Linked DNA regions of Rattus norvegicus: region 2 is linked to region 1. Evidence: chromatin contacts called from public Hi-C data. All regions are on one chromosome and are shown on one strand. The core of a region is the stretch at or near the end of the contact, and the rest is flanking DNA. Distances in the headings are between cores, read along the strand shown. Region 1 has its middle 97 kb from the start of Basp1. Region 2 overlaps Myo10 (myosin X).

The links. Hi-C and Micro-C count contacts between places; a contact is called where the count stands out from the background.
Region 2: a Hi-C map of liver shows a contact between it and region 1, with 4 times the contacts expected there. The contact joins two enhancer-like sites. A contact is called at or near these places in 11 of 12 Hi-C or Micro-C datasets (the A7r5 cell line, the Rat2 cell line, Schwann cells and 7 more).

Annotation. Positions count from the first base shown.
Region 1 is chr2:77,687,279-77,695,117 of GRCr8, forward strand. No RefSeq gene overlaps it. Among named protein-coding and RNA genes, the nearest start is that of Basp1, 97 kb to the left of the region's middle. Within about 2 kb of position 5,638, at least 3 of the 93 cell types and tissues checked have an H3K27ac peak or open chromatin away from gene starts, as enhancers often do. A contact at or near this core is called in hepatocytes, kidney and liver, where this site is marked.
Region 2 is chr2:77,939,382-77,947,220 of GRCr8, forward strand. It overlaps Myo10 (myosin X), which reads left to right. Exons shown (of 41, transcript NM_001401822.1): 5 at 7,596-7,730. Among named protein-coding and RNA genes, the nearest start is that of Myo10, 110 kb to the left of the region's middle. Within about 2 kb of position 3,485, at least 6 of the 93 cell types and tissues checked have an H3K27ac peak or open chromatin away from gene starts, as enhancers often do. A contact at or near this core is called in hepatocytes, kidney and liver, where this site is marked.

The DNA.
Region 1 (7,839 bases), core at 4,388-6,887:
CCAGGTCTTTATTAAAAGCCCCAGATTTTAAAAAACAAAATGATGTCTCTCATTGTTGATTCTCTTTTACCTTCCTAATCCAGAACATGAGGCAAGTAGATAATTTCATTACTGTTGTTTGTCTCTCTTCATATTAATCATAATTTATGATGCTGACCTCTTTTAATTAGGAAACAATATTTTATTTTCATTTTGATTTTTCCACCGTAAGAGAATCAGGAAGGGAACTTGTGATACCGTGTTGTTTGCACATTTTAAAATGGATGAGAGAGCATGGCTCATTGTCTCAGGAGACATGCATGCACATCATAAAGATTAACAAGAATCACCTGAGGAAGAGGGACAAGAAGTGGAGGAGGGCACCGAAAGCTTCACTCTCACTAGATCTCACTAGATTTCCCCCTTAGCTTTATTCTCTCTCTCTCTCTCTCTCTCTCTCTCTCTCTCTCTCTCTCTCTCTCTCCCCCTCCCTCCCTCCCTCCCTCTGTTTCTTTCTCTTAATCTCTGTGTGTGTGTGTGTGTGTGTGTGCACGCACATCTGTGTCTATGTGCCTGTACGTATGCATGTGTGTCTGTGTGTGTTGGATTTTGGAGACAGGGTATCATCACGTAACCTAGAATTCAATATATAGACCAGACTGGCCCCATACTCATAGAGATTTGCCTGTCTCTGCCTCCCAAGGGTTAGGGTCAATGGCATGCACCACTGCACCTGACACTCCTTACATCTTTTTGAGTGTTTGAATTTTTTATAGCTTTATAAGAGGAGGAAAAAGGTCATTGAATGTAATCTAGCGAAATACAGCATGCAGGGATTCTAAGAGTACAGAGGTCTAACTTCTAAACTTCATTCTAGAGCAGTTCTAGAACAGGGATCATAACCATAGTCCTCAAAGTTTTATTGGAATATCTCCATGCGCATTCTATCATATACACCCCATGGCTGCTTTCATTCCACAAGAGCTGAGCTGCCACCCAGGAAAAGTATGTATGGAGGGAGCTGTTCAGAGAATCTCTCTTGCAGTAGCAGTCCAGCCTCTGTCATTCCAGAATGTAGCTAAGATACCACAACTTGCACCAACAGTGGACCATGAATGTCAATTATTCATCCACACATGTTGCTTTCAGTAAGCATGTCTGTTATGTAAGCCTGAAACCGTAAGGCTGAGGAATCAGGTAGCAAATGCTTTGCTATTGTTCTGGGAGGATGGAGGCACAGACATCCTCCCCTGGGAGGTATACACCCTGTCTTGAATGGAAGGAAAACTCACAGTCCCCAGGCATACATTCTAAGAGTTTGTAAATGGTTCTACTTTGTGGAGTTAACAGAGAACACTTTGGGAATAAAATATAGAATAAAATAAAGTTTTAGAATAAGATAAATTTTAGAATGAAATAAAATATTGGATAAAACTGCTTGTGTAAACAGAGGCCTCATAAGCCAAAGCAGCCAACAGAATTATGGTTCAATAGCAGGAATTCAAGAGGAGGATGTCAAAGACTATGATTCTTCCTCATATCTTTTCTGCTTGGGCATCTTGGACACTGTATAGAATTTCTCTGCTAATATGAACCTCACCAAATTTCTGCAAGCATTGGTTAGTATCATCCCTGACCCACTATTAGCAGAGCAAGTAATCATCTCTGAATAGGGCCTGGCTAATAGCTATCTCATTGGACTGATGAAAGAATTAAGTGACAGTTCTCATGGTGTAGCATTTAAAACAATCTTGGACATATTGGCCACCATTAGTGGTGGCCATGAGCTAGAATACAAACTCTGAAATGGTTTTAACAGCACAGCTTCTGGCGTGGCTCCCAGGACTGAACAAAAGGATCTGGGCAAAAAGTAGAAAGTGGAAGGTAAAAGGCAGGAAAGAAGGAAGGAGGGCGGCGGGAGGAAGAGGGAATAAGGGGAGAGAGGGAGGGAACAAAGAATAAAAGAAAGATGAACTGGAGAGACAGAAGAGAGAAGGGGGAGGGAGGAAAGGAAGAAAAGAAAAGGGAGAAAGAATGAATGAAGGAAGAGAGGGAGGAGGGAGTGAAGGTGGGAGAGGAAAGGAGGAAGGAAGGAAAGATGAAAGAAAGAAAGAAAGAAAGAAAGAAAGAAAAGAAAGAAAGAAAGAAAGAAAGAAAGAGGGGGAGAGAGAAAGGAAAGATGAAAGAAGGAAGGGAAGGGAGAAGGGAAGGAGGAGAGAGGGGGAGAGAGAGGAAAGAAAAAAGGAAGAAGGAAGGGCAAGAGGGACAGGAAAGGGAGGAAGGAAGGAAAGAAAAAAGAGAAAGAGAAAGAATGGAAGGATAAAAGATGGGAGGGAAGGGAGGACAGAGAGGAAGACAGAGAGAGAGAGAGAGAGAGAGAGAGAGAGAGAGAGAGAGAGAGAGAGAGAGAGAGAGAGAGATTAGTCCTGGAGGGTTTCAGATGGCAAAGGTGTCCGAGAGACACATGCAAAGCATTCCTGAGTCCTTGAAATAGACCCCATTGTCCAACAGCGTCTGTATGATTCCATGCAGAGAGACTCTGAGGTCTCTCCTGGGCTTCACAAGTTCAAATCAAAGGCATGTCTGTTGCTGTAGTTTTCGTATGCCTTTGTCTTGTCTAAAGGACATGTTGAAACTTAGTCTCCGGCGTGACAGTCTCAAGACATTAGGCCTGACAGGACGTTTAGGTTATGCCAACAGAGTCATTTCTAAGCTATTTTATGCTGGAACAATGCTATTAGAAGGAGGATTTGTGGGAGCACATTTGGTTGCCTGTGCTCTCCTGCCATTGAGGACATGCAGGCTTCCCCATCTTGGGATGTCACAGTCAAACACGCATGAGAACAGGGCCTAATTTCCCAGCTCCTTGATCTTAGCCTTTGCCAACTTCGAAGTGAGAGAGGATGAATTTCTGTCCTTGGTCAGTTACCTAGTCTTGGGTATTTTACTGTGACAGCATAAAATGGACCAAGATGTGACCATGGTATAGAAACAAGAGTCTCTGGAGTAAAGACCAGCATCAGTGGGTCACTCACCTCTCACACAGGAAGCTGGTTAGCTGCCCTGGCTACTGTTTCCTCACTGAACATCACCACACCATAGGAGCATAATTTTACACTACATAAGTAACTTTACATTTTCTGTAGTCACATTTATAAAGTAAAAAAGAAGTGGATAAAAAAACTCAGAGGAGGCAGAGGAGGTACTTGGCACATGCAAGACATAACAATTTATGGGGTTTTAAAATCACTGGGATTGGTGGGAGCTATGTACCTGCTACAGCATGAGTGTGTAGGTCACAGGACAACCTGCAGGTGTCAGTTCTCTCCTTCCACCATGTGGATCCTAGAAATCAAACTCAGGTAACCAACTGTGGTGGTCAGGGCTTTTAACCTACTGAAAGAGCTCACTGCCTCCACAATACTAATTTTAATAGCATATCTCATTTTACCCAGTGTGCAGGAAAGTATAATCATTTCCATGTAAAACCAATACAAAAATACGTCGACATATTTTACACTATTTCTGTCATTACATCCTTTTTTATAAAAAGCAAAATCTCCAGCTTGGTATGCATGTTACAGAGACAGCACATTCCCCAAGTCCTGCAGACTCATTCACGCATGTGGACAGCAGCTCCTAAACTCTTAGAAAACCACTGGTCCTGAGGTGCCTTTTGGGAATGAGGGCAGGGACAAGGACAAAAGCTGGATGTCATTGGTCCATTAATGAGACTTAATCCACAGCAGTAAATGATAATTATTGCTATAGTGAAGTATCAGAACCAGGAAGATGAGTGTCAGCAGAGTGCACTCATGAAAAGTTCCTGAAGAAGATTATGTGAGGGCATGTAATATGGCTTCCATCTGAAGAAATTGAGTAGACTCCCCTAAAAAAAAAATCATTAGTGAGCCTTTGAGTACTTCCAGTAACTTAAGGAACTTAGGGAAAACATGTACAAGAATGTTCATAGCAGATTCAATTCATAGCAGCCAAACACGGGAAGCAACCTAAATGTCTTTCAAAAGATGAATGGAAAATCCACACCATGAACAACTCAAATAGGTCAAAGGAATTATGGGTAAAAGCAAGTTCATCTCAAAAAGTTGTGACTCTGTTCATGCAACACATTCAAAATTAGAGGGGGGTGGGGAACGATATGTGTGATTGTCATGTGCTCAGGTTTGTGGGGAAGCCGGGGGTGTATACAGTGGTAGCATGGCAAAGACTGGTGGGAGAGGCACAGTGTGTACAGGCTGTGGTTAAGATGTGACTAACACATCCGTGTGCTAACACCTTACAGAATGCCCTACACTCACAAGCACACAGATGAGTGTGTGTTGGGTACTGAAAGCTGAACACCATGACCACAGGAACATGAAGGAAAGGGTTTATTTGGCTTACACTTCCACACTGTAGTCTATCATTAAGGAAGTCAGGACAGGAACTCAAGCTGGGCTGGATTCTGGAGGTAGGGGCTGATGCAGAGCCTGTAAAGGAATGCTGCCTACTGGCTTGCTCCCCTTGGCTTTCTCAGCCTACTTTCTCATAAAACCCAGGACCACTGGCCCAGGGATGGCTCCACCCACAATGGGCTGGGCCCTCCCATGTCAATCATTAATTAAGAAAATGTCCTGCAGGCCTGTGAATAGATGGACCTTACTGAGGCATTTTCTCAACCGAGGCTCCATCCTCTCCAGTTACTCTAGCTTGTGTTAAGTTGACATAACACTAGCCAGCCCAGCGGTCTCATGGAGGGTACTAAAGTCCACATCGCAGTTTTGACTGTGTACTGATTGTGCAACTCGTGACCACTGAAAGGTGAAAGGGAACTGACCTCTTTTTTTTTTTTTTTTTTGGTTTTTGCAGTTTCCCAGGATTCAGTCATTCTTTCATGTCACAAAGAAAGAAAGAAAGAAAGAAAGAAAGAAAGAAAGAAAGAAAGAAAGAAAGAAAGAAAGAAAAGGGGAGGGGAGGGGAGGGGAGGGGAGGGAGGGAAGGGAAGGGAAGGGAAGGGAAGGGAAGGGAAGGGAAGGGAAGGGAAGGGAAGGGAAGGGAAGGGAAGGGAAGGGAAGGGAAGGGAAGGGAAGGGAAGGAGAGCCACAAAGAAAAACCCTTTAGGAAAAGCGAGAGCTGATGAGAAGAGCCAGCCCTACAGGAAGCAACTCTAACCGGACTCCAGGATCTGGCTCCTCAGGAGGCAGAGGAAAAACACAGCTTGGTCCATCATCTGTCTGCGGATTCAGGGTCAATGCAGGATAGGAAGAAAAAAGATGGACTTCGTCAAAACCAAAACAGTTCAGATCCCAGAGCCTCAGTTCCTGCTACAGGACTCTTCAGTCTTAAGGTCCATACAGTGTATGTGCGGCCATCCAGAGCCAAGCAGTATACTCATTGTGTGATGACAGTGTCCAATTTCCGGACCCCACAGAAAGGATCAGTTAGGAAACCTATACACAGGGCCAGCGAGTTGCCTGCTATTAAAGCTGCCGCTGACACAGCATGTGTTTCTGTGAGCTACTCAATTCTTCTGGGGAACGTGTGAAAACAGTACTTCGTATGTGCCGTTCTTTTCCTGGTGGTAAAACATGGGTGAAAATCACGGTTACAGCTTCAAGTGTTAGTCTCAGACATCTGACCCCTCGAAGAACACAAGAAATGCAGTGTGTAACTTTTGAACTGGCCACAAGAGGGCTTGTTTTGGTCTCAGAGAAATAACACGGTGCAATCCTGGATTTGAAATTTACAGCATTTTACAGGGAAGAATGAATTGAAAACTAAGCACTGGGTTTCTTGCCATCGCTAATATTTGGCTGACTACACAGTTTGTAAAATGTGAAACTGGCTGATCAAACTCCAGTACATGCTTTAAAGTTATCTTCTTATTTTTAAATTTGGCATTCTCCACGATGGAAACCAGCCACCCTTTAAAAGCACAAGCACGATTTCATTTCCCAGTAGGTCGGCGAAGTAGAGCCAAACGCCATCTTAATTTCTGCCAGTTTTGTTATTAATATGCATCTATAGATCCGCATACTATGCAAGTCTGTAGACATTGGCTCCCCATTTATTATTTAAGATAATTCTGTCAGGCTATGAAATGAATTTTCCCAGGCTACTTCTGTTCCTACACGTACCTCTGTTTAGCGGCTTCAGTCCATTTTGGTGTAAACCTTTAGGGAAAAAGACTCATACTCTTCCTGAGAGGAAACTTAGCTTTAGGAAAAGAAGGGCTGGAGGTAGGAGATGACAATGCAGAGGAAAAAAATCAGTTGCAGCATGGGGCAGAGTAGGGATGGGGGGAGGGGGGACAGCTGCAGGTTCCCTTCAAACACCACCTTCACCTTATTGGTCACATGCATTCAGGTGGGCTTGCGATTGACCAAACAGAAGCATGGGTGGTTAAAATGCACAACTGCCAACAACAAAAGCAGGGGTCTGCACAGAGACGTCATGAGACATGAGAGCCCTAGTCTGACATAAGGTGGCTGTGGTCTACTCTCCTTGCCAAAGACTATCTCTTTACTGTTGTGACATACAATGAGTAAATAGATATGTAGTCTCTATAATGACTGGATAAAATGTGTCTGGGATAATAATTTCTCAAGATTACCAAGCACCAAGACTCAGTTTGTGCTATGGACAGCCTGACACATATTAGGTCTTCAGGAAAATGAAGAATACTTTACCCAATTCTTTCCCCCGTGCGATTAGTTTATTCTCAAAACTAAATAGTCTGAACTAGCATCTACGGGATGTGACTCTTTTTTAGCATAACTGCAAGACTGCAAATCCAGGAGGTCCTCCCCAGAGGCACAGCGCTTGAGAGAAGGGCTCAGAAAGAGCAGAGTGCTTTCCGATGTTTGATATTTCCAAGGAAACATTCGAGGATCTCAGTCAAGTTCAGTCCCGCCTATGTGAGAAATGTCAGAGTTTGTTTTTCAGCTTGGCCTGATGTCAGTGGGACTTCAGTGGGGATTTGCTGCCTGTGTTTGTTTTGTGTGGCCCTGTGTGCAGTGAGTGCTTTCTTAGAGCCTCTTGGCTCTCTCCTGACATGAAAGTCAGCAGCCACAGAACTGCCCACTGCAGGAATGTGGAACCCTTGTCAGCCACAACCTGATACATGAAACTCGATCACCGTGGAGGGCAGACTCACAGCTGTCACCCATCCCAGGGATGCTGGAGACGACACGCCATGGTGTTCTCTGCAGGGAAAACATCTACACAGAGCATCCTTCTTGGCCTTGTATTCTGGTCGCTTCTTGGCACGTCCTGGGGCTTACAAGATGGAAGCCAGGGCAGTGGCTACATCCATCACTCAATTCGTGACTGCTTGCTTTTCCTCTGAAAAGTCTACAAAACCTTCCATTTGGTTTGGGTTTGGGTTTGAATCTTCTTTTTCTCTATCATTGTTGCGTGTGCTTGCCTGGTTCTCTTGGGAACTGTTGCCTGGTCTACGACCCATGGGCTGGTGGGGACATAACAGTACACAGCAGAGGAAAGGGGCATCTGAAGGGACAGGGCACCAAAATAAACCACTCGCTAGTCCAAGTGGATCCTGAATTTGACCCCCGTAAATATATGATTCTCAGCATTATTATGTCTTCAAGATCATCTGATGGAGCAGAGAAGAATCTAATATTAGGAATAGCAAACCTTTTCCCAATATGGTTTATGACGCAGAAAGTAGTGATTATTTTTTTCACAGAATTCATAACATTGCAAAAATGTAATCATGTGTATTTTGAGAGTTTCTTAAGTTAGCCACATCAAAGTAAGAGGATTTGCCTGCTAGAGTTGAAAGGCTACTTTAAATTGAAAGTTTGTACTTTGCCATACATATATTTTTCTTTTTAAAAC
Region 2 (7,839 bases), core at 2,235-4,734, 250 kb after region 1:
CTTCATTCACGTATCCCTCTAAGCATCCATTCATGGGACATGACAGTGCCTGAGGAGTGGCAGGCCACTGAACTGCCGTGGCGAATGATTTTGACAGCTGTTTCACATGGCTTTCTAGTCCCAACTTGTGACAAAATAATTGTCACAAGGAAGCGGGAAGGACAGTTTGGTTTGGGGGAGGGCAGTATATAGATACCCCCAGGATTTCAGGTTCTATGACAGTAAGACATGGGAACAGATGGAGAGTGCCGTCTGTCATTTTTGGACCTCAAGCCAATCGAGCTTGCCAAAACTGTAGCCCCATGTTCCACAGACAGGCCACTTGGTCATGCACCCAGCCAGGTGACCAGAGCACAGTTCCCAGATGGCGAAGACTGACTGGATCAGAGGCTGAGGGGAGCACACTGTATGTGTCCCGCCTTCCCCAGATCAGAGACACTATCCCTGTGGGGGAGGGGCACCAGTGGAGGTCCTCCCACAATCTCCAGGCTAGGGAATGGAGAGTGTGCCTGAAGACGGTTGAGATGTGTCCATACTGCCCAGTGTGACAGGGAGTAGCGCACTGTGCCAGCCGTGAAAGCACCTTTGATGTGAGCACTCTATAATGATCATTGTGTGTGCCGTGCTGTGTCCGTACTGCAGGATCTGGCCACTGTACTTGTTGAAAAGTTTCCCTGCTTTTTTTTTTTTCTTTCTTTCTTTTTCTGAATAGATAGAAATTACACATACATGAATAGATGAACTGATTTCCCCTCCCCAAAAGCATGGGGAGAGATGGGCTTTGTACTCTTCACGGTTACTGTTGTGCCACTAAGGTGACACTGTAGAAGTCACTTGGACGTAACAGTCAGTGTATTAAGTAATGCAGACGGGGATCATGCTAATTCAAAGTTAGTCCAAGTAAAGCTACTCACTTTGAATAGAAAACAGCTTCAAGGACTAGCATGCTTAATATAGGTAACTTGACTTGTGACTCAAACATCATGGAAGATTGCTGTTTGGTTTTGCTTTTGTAAGTCAGGGTCTACGCATGTAGCCCAGGCTGGCCTTGAACTCATGGTGCATGTATCTATCTCAGTCTACTGAATGCTGGGATAAAAATGTGCTACCAGCTGGGTGGTGATTGTGCACACCTTTAATCCCAGAATTTGGGGGGCAAAAGCAGGAGAGTTTCTGAGTTGGTGAAGCCAGCCTGGTCTGCAGAACAAGTTCCAGGACAGCCATGGCTACACAGAGAAATCCTGTGTTGAAAAACCAAAAAGGAAAAGTAACCATATTTAGCTAAATGAGTCCACAAGAGTCTCTGTGAATGGCTTTGTGTCCAGGCTCGGTGACTTTTAATCCTAGTATTCTTGGAGGCAGGGTCAAGTATCTTGGAGCTTGAGGGTAGCCTTTTTTACCAGGGCCATCCAGTGCTATGTAATGAGAACTGTTCAAAAGCAAAAAGGAAGTGACTCGTCACTAGGATGTGGGAGTGGGTTTGTTTTTGTATTTGACCAGGGTCTCACTATGTAGCTTTGGCAGGCCTCTGTATCTCCAGTGCTTGCCGGTGCCATCATGGTCATTTGGTTTAATAGAGCTTGTCAGCAGGTTTGTTTGTTCCTTTTTCTTTACTCCTCTCCCCTGCCCTGCTATCTCCCCTCCCCCCTTCTCCTCTCCCCTCCCTCCTATCCCCTCCCCCCTCCCCTCTCCCCTCCCCCCTCTCCCCTCTCCTCCATTTCTTTATGGAAGGTGTGGGAATTAAGAAAACAAGGCATTTTAAAGGTAAATTGCCAGATACAAGCATCTGTTTGGTTCTCTCAGCCCTGATCTGCCCCCTGGTGGACGCAGTGTGTCTTACTGGTCTCACACCTTTCTCTCCCATTCTTGGTATTACAATCAGAGAATATTCTTCTGAGCCTTCCATATTATCAAGTAAACTTTAAAACAAGCAGGTCAGGCATGGCTGAGATCCCCAGCTGGGTGTGGCAATGCCAGGCCTTTCGGCTTCCATTCTGTACCATTTCAAGGTTGTTCTGCTCTGAAACTCTACTTTTTTCCCCCCTAAAATATTAATTATTTATTTCTTTTTTTTCAAGCCCTACCGCATTAATTAAAATTTTAAAAATGTATGCCTATGTGTTGTTCCTGCATGAGATCACGTTCTGCACATGTGTGCAGGTGCCTACAGACAGTGTCGTTACGTACAGGCAGGTGTGAGCTGTCCCAGTGTCAACCAAGGTCCTCTGCAAGAGCAATACGTGCCCTACCCTGCTGAGCTGTCTCTCCAGTCCCCTAAATTCTACTTTTTAATGGACATTTAAGTGGAAGCTTATGCTATCATAAACCTTAAGTATATGACGTTACATATATGTGACTTTAAAACTCATGTAAGGATTCCCCCACCCCCCATGTATTAATAAGGTTAGTGTGAATCCTTGGTTGGCCTTCTACATTTGACAGTGACCTTAGTGTCTCTCCCTCTCCCTCTCCCCTCCCCTCTGTGTGTGTGTGTGTGTGTGTGTGTGTGTGTGTGTGTGTGTGTGTGTGTATAAGGAGAGTTTAGCTTCTTGTGGTTCTTTTGAATGTGAGTGAACTCTGAAGATGGTAGAGCAGTGTCAAAAACAAAAATCACAACTCATTTACTTGTAGGTGCCATTGAGTCCTTGTCACAATTTAGGAGTTGAGGCAACCTTCAAACCATTAGGTAGAGTGAGAGTTCTCCCTGGGACAGAGCAGAACAGAGGAATTCCTGAGAGGGACAGGGAGTGAAACAGGAGAACCACACAGACTGGCTGATCCCAGGCTACCTTTGTAAGGGTTGAAGTGGAGGAACTTCCTGCTCAGATTGACCCAGACAGACTGGAGTCTCCTGATTTCAGTAAAACCTAGTTGAGCCTGGAGTTCATGTGCTTCCATAAGGCTTCAGTTCGATTGTGCAGCACTTGTCAGGAGTGACTCCATTTTGGTGTAATTTCGTCCTTCCTTCAGAGCCCTGTACAGAGCACAGTCCTAAACAATGCCCCCTATAATTCTGTCCTGGGTAAAACGCTAAGGCTGGCTTGTCTGTACTGCTTCACACTGGGACAGTGTGTGGTAAGCGGCCAGCCTTCACTGTCAGTCAAAGGGGGTGAGTAATCCAGAGGAAGTGTTGGCTCTTCGCTTACTTGCTGTTTGGAGTTTTCAAAAATGGAGCCATTTCTTAACCGTGTCTTCTGTATTGTGGGATGGTATGAGAATCACTGGGTTCTTGAGGTGTGGCTTGCTGGGTGCTGAGGAGAGTTGGCTGTTTGCTTGGAATGGGACTATGTGACACAGGCCATGGTCTGTGACTGACATACAGTAGGAAGCAGGTGAAGGACATGTGTATGGGTGAGGACAGTCTAGAATGGGACCAAACCCTGTGGAAAAGCTCCTCTTGTTATAAACCTCACAGAGGCTCGGAGAACCTTCTCTGTGGAGAGCATGAGGCTTGGACCTGGTGGATGACTGACGACAGAGATTTGAACTTTAGCCTCTGCTCCAACCGAGTGCTACGTCCTGCAGAAGCCATGATGCAAGGACTTTGTTTAACCTTTGGACATAGTCTTTTAGACGCTAGAGATGCCCCTTTAGTTAGCCATCAACTAGGAAATGACAGAAATTAGGTTTGATCTGATTTATGTTTTAAGAAAAAATGTGTTGTTTGGGAATTTGATTCATAGGAAGGGCGTTGCTTGATCAGCAGATGCAAACAGAGAAAGGGAGAATGTAAGGACCAGACATTGTAGGCATGCATGGATCTAGAACTACCAGCTGCAGTCTGTCCTGCTAGCAGCCCAAGCATGCCAGTGCATGGAGAGTCAGTTCCTGGAGCACAGTCTGCTGCTGGTGTTCACCCGCCTCCTTCCTGATTACAGAGCACAGCGCTCCCAGCTCTTTGAGCCTCACTGCCCTGAACACTTTGATTTCTTCTTTAGGTAATTTGGCATAATCAAAAGTATCCAGCTGTTACATGCTTACATGCTTGGGGGGATGTGCACATCAGGTTCCACGGCTGATTTTCTCTCCAGCTGTCTCACTCTCTTCGTCGAAGCAGGGTCTCTGATGTTTCTCCTGAGCCTACTCGATCCTGTCTCTTCCCTTCTCTACCTTTTTCCCCCCCTCAGAGTTTTCCTGGTCTCCCAATCCCAGCTGGGCAGCTTCTCCAAGTCCCCAGGTATCATTTCCTGGTACCTCACAACCTGGGTTGGGTTCTGAGTGCTCATGATGGTCACCCCAAAATATGCCCTTCCTCTCACAACTCTCTCTCATAGCTGCCCTATGCCAACGCTGAGGTCTGGAAGCCACTTTTTTTTTTTTCTTGGAGGTAGATTTGTTTTGTTCTCTCCAATGTAAAGTAAAACTATCAAAGTCAACCGCGCTGATTTCATGTGTACAGCGTGGTAACTTTGGACAGATGTGGAAACTGTTATCAGCATCCAGGTCGTCATGCTGGTAGGCTCATTGATACCCATATCTGTCCAGAGCCTCTCTGTCACATACTGCCCCACCTCCACCCCCAAGTCTGTCAGGGGTGCTGTGCATGCTCCCTGCCCAGCCCTAGGACTGAACTTCTACCTCAGAGTGTCAGAGGGTGATAACCTGGATTTAAGAAACCCTGTCTATCTCAATCAGGAAATGTCCCCAGTTTGTTTCTCTTGACTTTTGTTTGCTTCTTTTGTTTTTAGTCAAGGTCTTACATAGTAGCATCGGCCTTGCTAGGTAGGCAAGGATGACTGTGAACTTCCTGCATGTTTGTACAACTATTCCTGGTTTATGCAGTACAGGGAGTCAAATCCAGGTTTTCAGCACAATAGGCAAGAGCTCTACCTACTGAGCTATACTTCCAGTACCTGCCTCTTTCTTGTTTTTTTTTTTCCAATCAGCAATACTTGCCAGCTCGATGTGTACCTATTAAGACATAAGTAACCATTTGGCTGTTTCCTTGAACCTTCTCTCTAGCTTGGACACTCCTCAGTCTTGTATGATGTCAGTGTCAGGCATACACTAAGCACTGGGCTGTGCCCAGATCAGGTATGTAAAAAAGGACTGTTAAGTCCTGAATCAGGATGGTGCCCATTGTGGATAAAAGGTAACTCTGCCCAGACTGGCTCGACTGTGAGTCACTCTCCTGTCTCAAACATTAAACAGGACAGTTTCCAGGTCCTAAGACTCGCTGCCCCAGGTAGGCCTGTGTGGTAATTTCTTCGGTTCTACCTTTGGATCTCGTGGGAGGTGTCGACTTATGGGTATTTGTTCTCTGCGGAGAGAACACATGTCTGCCTGTCTGATTACCAGGACCCCTTGGAGCCCTTGCTATGATGCATTTTTCTTTGGAATCATGATATCCATGCTCAAAACTAATGTTTACAAAGGGGACAAGGTATTTGTGATGGGCCTGGCAAATGCAAGTATTTACTGAGTGCCCAAGATACTCAGCCTGGCTTCAGGGGTGTCTGTCATCTGAGATATTTCCTCTCTTTACTAAATGTAATTATTTAATCATTGACCATGTTCCCGGCAGCATTCCTTAAGATCCCCATACCTTGGCATGCACAGGACTTGGAGAACTCGGGTACTCCTGTGCGTCTTCCACCAAGCACTGTCTGCCCCCTGCCTCCGATGGCTTCTGTCTGGCCGTACGGCCCTTCTGGTTTGCTTTCTTTGTCTGTTTGCTTCTTGGCTTCCTCTAGCCTCCCCGTGGTACTTGCTGAACACAGCCTTACACAAAGTAGACTGGGCTCTCCCTCCAGGTCTCTTTCATGCTCCTTCCCGTCTCTGTACTACACGGGCACACAATCTGAACAACCGTAAGCTAGGGAATAGCTGCTCCTGGAGGAAATAGCTATAGCTGATCTTCCGGAAGCGACCCTGCAGTTCTTCTGGAGTATCCTCTCAAGGGCTTTCTCTTTAAGGTGATGTTAATGGGCACAGCACAGTCACCAACCATGGGCTGTGTCTTCCAGTACCGCCTTGCCTGCCTTCTTGTCTCTGCTCCGTTATATCTTACCCACAATCCTCCTGTTTTCTGTGCCGGCCTTATACTTGGCAGACATCATAGCTGAGACATCCTTTTCTTTTCCCATTGGTCCCCTCTATTGGAAATGCTTTGTTCACTCTCCCTTACCTGTTTCTAAGTGCAAAACATCCATGGGACTTTGAAATCAGACATTCGGTATTTAGCTCTGAGCCAGGCACTCAGCCCTTGTCTGTCTTGAGAATATCTGGGCGGCTAGTCAGGTAGGACAGACTTCATGTTTCTGAACACCAATGGTCTCCTTGTGCTCATTGTCTCCCCCCAAAGTACTGTGACTGTGCCCATTCATTGAACACACACCCAGCGGGTGCCCCCCTGAGCAGGGGCTGCTGCAGTGGGGACGTGCTTGGGAACAAGACCCAGTAAAGACTCTTGCGTGCGCAGGGCTCCCCTTATCTGAACAGCGCCATCTATCTTCTGAGTCTTGCATAAAAAGCAGCATACAGGAGGCCAGAAATGGACAGGCCTGCAGGAGAAGGGATCTCTGCTTCCCTTCATAGCAACAGGCAGTCTTAAAATTGAATTTCTTATTTCAGTGTCAGAGGAGGGCATGCATGTGCTATAGCAGACTTGTGCAGGTCAGAGGGACCTATGGGACCCTATTTTTTCTTATTTCTTTTTATTGGATATTTTAAAATTTACATTTCAAATGTTATCCCCTTTCCTGGTTTCCCATCCATAACTCCCCTATCCCATCCCCCCTCCACCTTCTTCTATGAGGGTGTTCCCCCACCCATCCACTCACTCCCCTTTCCCCCTGCCCACCCTGACATTCCCCTACATTGAGGGATCCAGCCTTGGCAGGACCAAGGGCTTCTCCCATTGGTTCCCAACAAGGCCATCCTCTGCTATATATGCAGCTGGAGCCCTGGGTCAGTCCATGTATCGTCTTTGGGTAGTGGTGTAGTCCCTGTGAGCTCTGGTTGGTTGGTATTGTTCTTATGGGGTTGCAAGCCCCTTCAGCTCCTTCAATCCTTCCTCTAACTCTTCTAATGGGGACCCCGTTCTCAGTTCAATGGTTAGCTGCAAGCATTTACCTCTGTATTTGTCATGCTCTGGCAGAGCCTCTCAGGAGACAGCTATATCAGGCTCCTGTCAGCATGCACTTCTTGGCATCAGCAATATTGTCTGGGCTATTTTTTCTTTGTATCATGTGTGTTTAAGAGTGAAGTCAGGGGGCTGGAGAGAAGAATGTTCAGTGGTTAAGAGCACTGGCTGCTCTTCCAGAAGTTCTCAGTTCAATTTCCAGCAACCACATGTGGATCACAACCATCTGTCGTGGGATCCAATGCCCTCTTCTGGCCTGCAGGTGTACATAGAACACTCATATACATAAAATAAATAAGTCTTTAAGAAAAAAAAAGTGGAGTCAGGTCCTTAGGCTTGGTGGCAGGCCCCCTTAGCCATGGAGTCCTCCTCCTGGTCCAGCATCAGGGATTTTGAACTCCATTCTCCCCATTGTCAATGGTGACTTGTGTTAAGGAGTCTTTGACAAAGCTAGTTGTTTCAAGAGTACATCTTCCCTTAGAAACCTAAACTTGCGTGTTTTGTCTTTCAGTGGTGAAAGCGGGGCAGGGAAAACAGAAAGCACCAAGTTGATCCTCAAGTTTCTGTCCGTCATCAGCCAGCATTCTCTGGACTTGTGCTTACAGGAGAAGTCGTCCAGCGTTGAGCAAGCCATCCTCCAAAGCAGGTAGCGCTTCTCTGTTCACACTTCCGGGCCAAAGGCTTTGCTCTGCTTCTGGGACGGAATAGCTAAACTTAGTCTGTTCTTTTCCAGGCTTGCCTGCTAGGATTTCTTA